Linked DNA regions of Mus musculus: regions 1 and 2 are each linked to region 3. A link is a contact called in public ChIA-PET and HiChIP or PLAC-seq data. All regions are on one chromosome and are shown on one strand. Each heading gives the region's core, a stretch centred on a gene start, on an enhancer-like site or on the middle of the called end of the contact. The rest is flanking DNA. Distances are from core to core; before and after follow the strand shown. Region 1 has its middle 26 kb from the start of 8430436N08Rik. Region 2 holds the start of Nsmaf (neutral sphingomyelinase (N-SMase) activation associated factor). Region 3 overlaps Tox (thymocyte selection-associated high mobility group box).

Region 1 (2,748 bases), core at 64-2,563, 560 kb before region 3:
TACTGGAGCATATAATCTTTGCAAGAACAAGTGCCTCATTTACTAGTTTTAAGGACAATTTCCCTTCTAAGATGGAAAAGCAGACAAAACAAGAAGAATAACACTGTTTAGATGGAAGAGCTTACTATCATAAAAACATAATAGAATTTATTGTGGTTTTCACTAAAATAATTACAACTCTTTCATTACTAGGAAACGCATTAACAGAATACAACACATTTCAGTCATTCTTTTTTTTAACAATTTTTTTATTAGATATTTTCTTCATTTACATTTCAAATGCTATCCTGAAAGTCCCCTATACCCTCCCCCCACCCTGGTCCCCAACCCACCCACTCCCTCTTTTTGGCCCTGGAAAACATTCCATCCATTCTCTACCCACTCAAGTGTCATAAGAACAGCTGCAGACAGGGGCTTGACTAGTTTATTGTTTGTTTTAGGACTAAAAGGGGCTTTGATTGTTACTATTTGTAAGATAGTTGAAAAAGTAGTTTGGCAGAGTAAATGTCCTCCTTGCGTTGTACTCTGAGACAAAGTAGTGTCCTTTTAGGGATTTATAAGACCTATTTATGAGACTGAAATATTGTATGAGATATCAATGATACACTGTAATCAGGAAAAGTCGAGTGCTTTCTTGTTTAATTGAAAATATTATAATTTTCAAAGACCAAAAAATTATAATTATAATCATCAACTAAAATATAGCTAATTTAGTGGTCACAGAGAATTCTGGATTTTAAAATCTATCATGAAATTATTAATATTGGGTTTGTTATAGGTGTCTACTAACATTTTAATTTAAATTAATAAATATAAGTCTATTTATCAACTAATGAATAGAATTAAATCTTTAAAATAAAATGGATACAAGAAAGTTAAAGGAACTCTTCTGACTTTTTGGGTTGTGTCTGTCTCCTTTTGATTTTCTGTTACTAAAATCATTCTCAGGGCTTTATTTGTGAAGTATTCTACTACTGAGTTGCCTCCCCTGCTCCACATAGAAGGTACTTCTTATTCCGGGGAGTTGTACATATTCTTTACCTTCTTCCTTTTGAGACAGGCTGGCCCTGAGATATGCTTGGCTCAGTCTTCCAGAGTGTGCACCATCAGGCCTGCCTCAGACACAGTGTGAGTGAAGACAGTGAAAGTCATTTCACCTGCAGGGAGTTGTGAAAGTGAGTAGAATAGTTTGTGTACAGGAGACATTTGTATTCTCCAGTTAAATCAGTTTGTGATTTAGAGGCTGCTGTTGAGTCAGGCATGGCTTTGATGAGTTCTTAAACCACACTCTGAGGTGAGGTGTGGCTTTGGTAGGCGTGCAGGTTTGCTTGCTTGAATCCCCTTTGTCAAAAAGCAGAGAAGCCATTTGCGCTGAGGCGGTGGAGCTACTGTTGCTGCTTCTCGCTTAACAGTCTGCTGTGAGCCACTGTGCATTGGCTTTTTTATAAAATCACATTTTAACTGTGTGTATCACAGTAAAATCAGGGAATAGCTATACTAATGAATCTACATAAATATTACTAGGCTAGTCCTACTGCTCTAATGGGCTGGTTATAACTCAATAAACATTTGCTGAACAATGGTGGATAATGCTAGCAATATGTCACTTTTCTTCCATCTCTCTATAACTTTTAGAATCCATTATCATTGAACATGATTGGAATAAACTAAGTGATAGTGTAGATTTTCTGTTCTTTTATCTAAATCCTGTATATTTGTGTTAGACTTGCATTTGTGGTGCAAATATTTTAGTATTTGATGTTTCTCAGCTGTGACTTGAATACATATGAGCAAATCCTCTTGAGGCAGCATGCAGTATATGAATCAATTCCAGGGCCCTGACCCTTAGTAATACAGTTTACACAAACACCACCTTCCATATTCTCACGTCTACGTGTTACTGAGATCTTATGAATTCTTATGCACTTCTAAGAAAGGAAAGGGGAACCTTGTGGAAAAGCTTGATTTAAAAGAAGGGATCATATGATGGAAAGGTATTTCCCAATATGTGAGAGATAGCACTACTGTATCAGGACAAGTTCCAATAGGGCCATAAAATGGCCCCCATTATAATTTTTCCCAGACTCATTTGGAAAAAACGTGTTATTACAATGATATCACCAAGAGCTTTTCATATTTTTGTATCTACACTTTAAATAGAACCTTCCACATTTAAAAGTGAAAAACCCCTTTTTGCCTATAATATTCTTTTGGCCATTTTGTGACCTTGTAACTCACCAATAACAAAATCAATGGTCACACAAAGAATTCTGTTTTCCTTTTGACACAAACTATAAGAAGTAGGTTGTGATTATCTTTATTGAACAAGTAAGCATGCCACAGTTTGAAAAAAGATTAGATGATTCCTAGAGAAAAAAGTATAATAAGGCCAAAATTCCACACTTGTCCACAAAAACTCTTGTATTTACCCATGCCACAACAGCGCTAAATATTTATATTTTCATGTAGTAAATAACTAGCATAAATTATAAATATCCAATATAGAATCAACACCAGTATTTGGAGGATTAATCTTGCCCAAACAATGATGCTTGATGGGACACTACATTGTTACAGCATGGCATGTGGCATTGATGCTTTTGAGTGAAATAAAGCCATAACTCTGTCTTCCCTCCCTCTTTCCCTCCACCTCAAGTACTTCCATGAAGCCCTTGTACTCCCAGCCCTAGCAGAAACTTAATCTTAATTATGGCATTTTGGTGACATATAAAGAAAGCAGGGTTTGCA
Region 2 (2,700 bases), core at 109-2,608, 520 kb after region 3:
TCTGTCACTCTCCACCACTACCAGGACCACATCTTTCCTCAATGTTTAATGAAAAGAAAACTTAGATTCTGGTCTATTTTTTAATTACTTTATTCCAGCCAAATTAATTTCTCTCCTTTGAGTCCATAGCATCTACTATACTATTTGCCACACAGAAAATTTTCAGATGGTATCTTAGCCATTCTCATAATCTTATGTCATTGTGCACACATGCACACAAGCTCGTTCCCAAGGACCATTAGGGTAGTTACAGAGTCTGTGCAGCACTCGGATAAAAGGAAGAGATTCACTGACATAGGGTACTCAGGTCTCTTCAGTTATGACTTCCGATCTTCCCCCACATGCTGCCAGTGATGAAGGACAGCTAATTGTTGCCATTGTTGTGCTTTTTTTTCAACCCTGCAGAACTTGATTCTTAAGCCAACACTAGGAGTGTTTCAACACACACAACTTAGAGGCTTGTTATTTGAGAGTCCCTTAAAGGTAAGCAATATCCAGCGTATTCTCAGGGTATTGAGAAATCATAACCCCAATGAAATACGAGTCATAGTTGGCAGGACAGAATATAAAAGGTAAGTATTGTTGAAGGTAAGAACCTTTCTTTACTGCTAGTGGGAGTTAAATGGATACTTTGAAAGCACAGTAGCAGACTTTCAGAGTTCACAGATGGACTTATTAAAACAGTCTAGAAACTCCACCCTTTGATTTCGACTTCACTCAACAGAAATGAAAGCATTTACACACATAAACGGGTACGTGAATGCTTATAGCCAAAAGGTGGGAACACTGCTGTGCCTGGCAACTGTTGAATATATTAACAGGAATGCAGTGTGTGATACAATGGAATACACTTCCGTGATAAAAAGGAATAGAATGTTGACTTGTGCTATACCTCAGACGAACCTTGGAAGCATTGTGCTAAATGAAAGAAATCAGACACAAAGACCACATATTGTATGGATGTTTTTATTCTAGATGTCCAGGCTAGGCAAATTCACAGAGACAGAAAGTTAAGTACTGTTTTCTAGGGCAAAGGTTTGTGGAGATGCACCTAGGAGTAGTGATTGCTAAAAGGTAAAGGTTTCTTTTTGAGATAGTAAAAATATCCCATCACTGTGATAATAGTTGCAACCTAAATATGAATATTACTAAGAACCGCTACACCATACACGGGCGAAAAAAATAAAATAAAATCCCATCGATTATTTATTTCAAAGACTGAAATTTGGGACTAAACATCCAAAAACCTTGTTATTTCAAATCCCCGCCGCCAACGAACTGGGGGGCTCCCGGGCAGGTCTCAGGCTCACGTGGGAGGTATCCTCGCCGCAGCAGCGCTGCAGAGGTTAGTCGGGGCAGTGTAGGACGCGGCTCCCGCGGCCTCAGGTCACTGCGCGCCCCTCCTCCGGGCCTGAGTCACGGCGTCGCCCGAGTCCCCACGCGAGGATGCTGCGGTGAGCGCCGTCCGGACGCCGCGGGCCCTGGGGCGCAGCGTGGGGCTCCCGGCCGCCCGCCCGCCTGCCCGCCCGGTGCGGCCGCTCGGGACTGCTCGGGACAGTCGGCGGCCTGCGAGCCCTGGGCCTCCATGGCGTTCACCCGGAAGAGGCAGCGCGAGCAGCAGCTGCAGCTCTACTCCAAGGAGAGGTGCGCGGGGCGGGAGGCCGGGCCGGGCGGCAGCCGGGGACTCTCCTGCAGGCCGCGGCCGCCTCCGGGGCCGCAGAGCCGCGCGCGGGTGGGCCCGGCTGGCGGGGGCGCCTGGGGACGCGAAGGCAGGGCGGTCCCCGCGCCCGCCCGCCCGCCGTCCCACGCCGGCGTCTCCCCACCGACCCTCCGCGCCCTGCATGGGAGGCTGTTGGGGAAGCGCGTGCGGCGGGGCGGCCGCGGTCAGCCGCGGCCCAGGGAGGACGTGGGTAGAGCTCCGGCCTCCCTCAGATCCCGTCCCCGCACAGGAAAGCGCACTTCCGCCCCGTGGGTCCCTCCCAGGGCGGTTGGTTTTGTGACCCAGCTGTGGTTCCAGCGGGAACGCGGGCTACATTTTTGTTTGTTTGTTTTGAGATGCGGGTTTGTCTGTGGGAGCCGGGATCCGACGGTCACGTTGTTGCTGAGTGGATCCAGCGAAGCAGGCTATGCCAGGAAATGCAGGTGCAGCTTTTATTCTGGGTGCTCTGCGGAGGCTTCACCTGTAGCTATTGCTCAACCCGCCCTCTTCCCCAAGCCCCGCATCTCTCTCTAAGATGTAGTGGGCTGGCAGGGTGGTCCGCGCTGAAATTACCTTTCCACCTCCGGAATTTAAATGGAATTTCTTTGTCTGGCACCCGACGACTTGTTAAGACTTGTTGGTGCTCTGTGTTACATTGAAGAGCATTCAGATTAACATTTGAAATGTTTTAAACGCGTGGCCTGTCATGTTTCTAGGACTTAGTCATTTGTAACAATCCTGTGATAAACAGCGAAATCGGACAGGGGGTGTTTTGTCGTAGATTCTGACTTATTTTAATCGTCTTACGCTGCTCTGTAATGTTAGAGGAACTCGCTGCCCCGGTTATTTCCAGCAAATGCTGGTTTGTTTACATATTATGTACATATGTTCACAGTACTCCAAGGTAGGAGTGCTCCCAGCCCAAACATTTATCAGCTGCCAGCATCAACTCTTCCCTACACTCAGCACCAGCAGCTGATTTCTACTTCCTGATCACCCCA
Region 3 (2,784 bases), core at 255-2,754:
TTGAGAATCAGAAAGCCTGAATGCTGCTGGAGGAGAGGAGTTGGAAGGACTCAATTTTACAAAGCTTGAGAACAGGCCAACAACAGATTTCCACTCCACTGGTAGATTTATGGATATCATTGCTAGGGTTCTTCTGTTGCTATCACAAACCCCAGCAATTCTGACTCAGTGATAAGTGAGGACTATGCAAACTTACAAATTCACTGCCCACCTATCAACTCAGGCTGTTCCTTTCAAAAGCAATAGCTATTAGGATTCCGAGAGGTAGGGTTCCTGACTTTAACAAGTTCTTGATTTGGGAACAAAAAAGTCGTTCGAAAAATAAGAAAATACAGAGAGAAAAACATAAAAAAAAATAGGTCTTACTTTAGATATTCAGTAAGTTCTTCAGCATTTTGTTTCCCACATACAAGTGAGTATTCTAGAGATTCATTTTTAGTAAGTTTTTTAAGTGTCAGAAGATAGAGAAAGGAACCTTGCATGGCTTCCTGGGTCCTTTCTTACTGTTCAAGTTGATGACTCCTTTCCTTAGGTGCTCATGGGGCCATATTTTTGGATGTTTTATCTCATCTGTCCATTTCACTCTGGTTCACTCTGGTTCATTCTGCCTCCCACACTTCTTACCTTAGCAGCATCAAGGTTCTGTCTCCTTCCCCTGACTAAGGAATGGCAAGTCTCTGTTGAAGCAAAGACACATGATTTATTTTGACCAAAATTTAGAAATATCTTCGTGAAGGAAGATGAATATGCTTTGGCAAACCGGTTTGGCAGCCACCAATTTAGACATCACTAAAGAAACATTTGTGTATAAGACACAAGGAGAGAATAATTATTAGTTATAATACTTTATTTATATAAAATATATAATTTATTATAATAATTACTTATAATAATACAAAATTATTATTGTCACATATTCACAAACCATCAGGTTTACATAGTCTACAACTTTGAAAGTAGCTGATTTCTAATCCCCCAAGAAAACATGGGAGATTTCTTTACCATCCTGTATAAACCATTTGATCCGGAATGCTTGGACTTGTTACATAAACATAAGCATCGTATCCTATCAATGGTGGCTGTAAATTACTTGTGTGTAATCTTTTGAATTGAGATGATACTCTAATTTTCTATCAAATCTGGTATAGGCAATAACATATATAAGAAAAGAAAGAAAGCAAGCATAAAGGAGTCTAATGCATCCGGGAAATTTCTGAGCCAGTTTGTGTGAGACACCCTGCTTGGATACAGGGCTGGAGAGAATGGGAGGAAAAGGGCTTCTTCACCTGGCACTGACTGGCTGTGTTTTCTCAGCAGTAGTTACCCTGAGGTATTCTAAGAGCTGCAAGGTGACAGAAGAGACTTAGCCTTGTGTACCTCTGCACCTCTAGTAACCTTTTGTTTTCTCCAAAATTGCCGGAAATGATCTTTCAACCATAGTCTGTAAGGCAGGACTCACAACAGCTTTGTTGTGGATTTCTGGGTTGAGTTTCAGGCTCTTAACTACTTATAGACTCACAATTGATGTGTGTCACAAGGTTTAAAGAGCGGCTTCTAAGATATTACAGTGCAATTGTTGATAAAGGGAACTTTTATTGTTGATAAAAGGAACCGCCTTTCGCCTTGGAGATGAGATAGACCTGTCTGTACGAGTCACTTGTCACTTTCAGCTTTGATTTGAGGTTAGTCAGAGGTAAACTTCCACAGTCTAGATGAGCAGATACCTACTAAAGTATGTCAGAAATGGAGTCCATGCTGTTCAAATGGCTGGTGATATTACTGGACATGCTAATGGGTGTTTAAAATAAACTAATTATAGTCATTTTATGTTAGTCTGTTTTACCAGGTGATAATAAGAGTGTGAAAGAGACATCACCATTAAACTTGTAATTTTATTAGTAACTTGATAATTAACAATTATCCTTTAATTGGCAATGTCCCATTACAATTTTCAATGCAAGTATTTGCAATGTCAAGTTCTGCCATGGAGCAGGGTGGAGAAAGGGATACAACAGAGGAAGCTGAGGCTGTTTGTAGTTCAGAGACATAGTTAAATCAATCGCGTGACCAGTGCTTGAGGAATGAATCCATCCTAAGGGAGATCACCACACAGGACCTTCAGCAGCCAGCTCCATGCATTCCTGTAACTGAGGTGAGGAGAGTTCCTGCCAGGACATTCAAGACACAGGCCAGCAGGCCAGCAGGCCAGCAGGCCAGCAGAACAGTTAGGATGTCAAGGACACTCAAGTTATTTCATCTTATAGGAGCCTTGTTTTCTAATAATGTGCTTCATTTTTATTATTATCAATGTAGTTATTTTGTGGACTATTTCCCTTAGTCAGGGTTACTATGACCATGATGAAACCCCGTGACCAAAAGCAAATTGGAGAAGAAACAGTTAAATTGGCTTATGCATTCACATCAAAGGTACTTAAAACAGGAACTAAAACAGGGCAGGAACATAGATGCAGGAGCTGATGCAGAGGTCGTAGAGGGGTGTTTGTTACTCACTAACTTGTTCCTCTTGGCCTACTCAGCCTGCTTTCTTATAGAACCCAGGATGAGCAGCCCAGAGCTGTACCACCCACAATGGACTGCGCCTTCTCATATCAATTACTAATTAACAAAATATTCTACAGGCTTGCCATCAGCCTGATATGGAAGTATTTTCTCAAAGATCTCTCCTCTATGATGACTCTAGCTTGTGTCAAGTTGACATAAAATTAGCTATCTCAGTAATCTTGGAATAATTAAATATCTATACGATTAATGTTAACCATGTTT

What was found. ChIA-PET counts read pairs in DNA pulled down with a chosen protein or histone mark. HiChIP or PLAC-seq counts read pairs in DNA pulled down with a chosen protein or histone mark.
Region 1: a contact with region 3 is called in an H3K27ac HiChIP or PLAC-seq map of thymic regulatory T cells, with 5 times the contacts expected there. The contact joins two enhancer-like sites. A contact is called at or near these places in 2 of 39 promoter capture datasets (hippocampal neurons and liver) and 5 of 115 datasets of contacts at active chromatin or transcription factors (acute myeloid leukemia, embryonic forebrain, neural tube and 2 more).
Region 2: an RNA polymerase II ChIA-PET map of memory CD8 T cells shows a contact between it and region 3, with 17 read pairs. The contact joins the promoter of Nsmaf here to the enhancer-like site in region 3. A contact is called at or near these places in 6 of 484 Hi-C or Micro-C datasets (CD4 T cells, CD8 T cells, embryonic stem cells and 2 more), 2 of 115 datasets of contacts at active chromatin or transcription factors (astrocytes and memory CD8 T cells) and 1 of 9 other capture datasets (liver).

The regions. Positions count from the first base shown.
Region 1 is chr4:7,533,061-7,535,808 of GRCm38.p6, reverse strand. No RefSeq gene overlaps it. Among named protein-coding and RNA genes, the nearest start is that of 8430436N08Rik, 26 kb to the left of the region's middle. Within about 2 kb of position 1,313, at least 10 of the 459 cell types and tissues checked have an H3K27ac peak or open chromatin away from gene starts, as enhancers often do. A contact at or near this core is called in regulatory T cell precursor and thymic regulatory T cells, where this site is marked.
Region 2 is chr4:6,452,929-6,455,628 of GRCm38.p6, reverse strand. It overlaps Nsmaf (neutral sphingomyelinase (N-SMase) activation associated factor), which reads left to right and starts at 1,358. Exons shown (of 31, transcript NM_010945.2): 1 at 1,358-1,644. The coding sequence starts at 1,586.
Region 3 is chr4:6,969,396-6,972,179 of GRCm38.p6, reverse strand. The region is part of intron 1 of Tox (thymocyte selection-associated high mobility group box); the gene reads left to right. Among named protein-coding and RNA genes, the nearest start is that of Tox, 20 kb to the left of the region's middle. Within about 2 kb of position 1,504, at least 22 of the 459 cell types and tissues checked have an H3K27ac peak or open chromatin away from gene starts, as enhancers often do. A contact at or near this core is called in CD8 T cells, embryonic stem cells, memory CD8 T cells and 3 more, where this site is marked.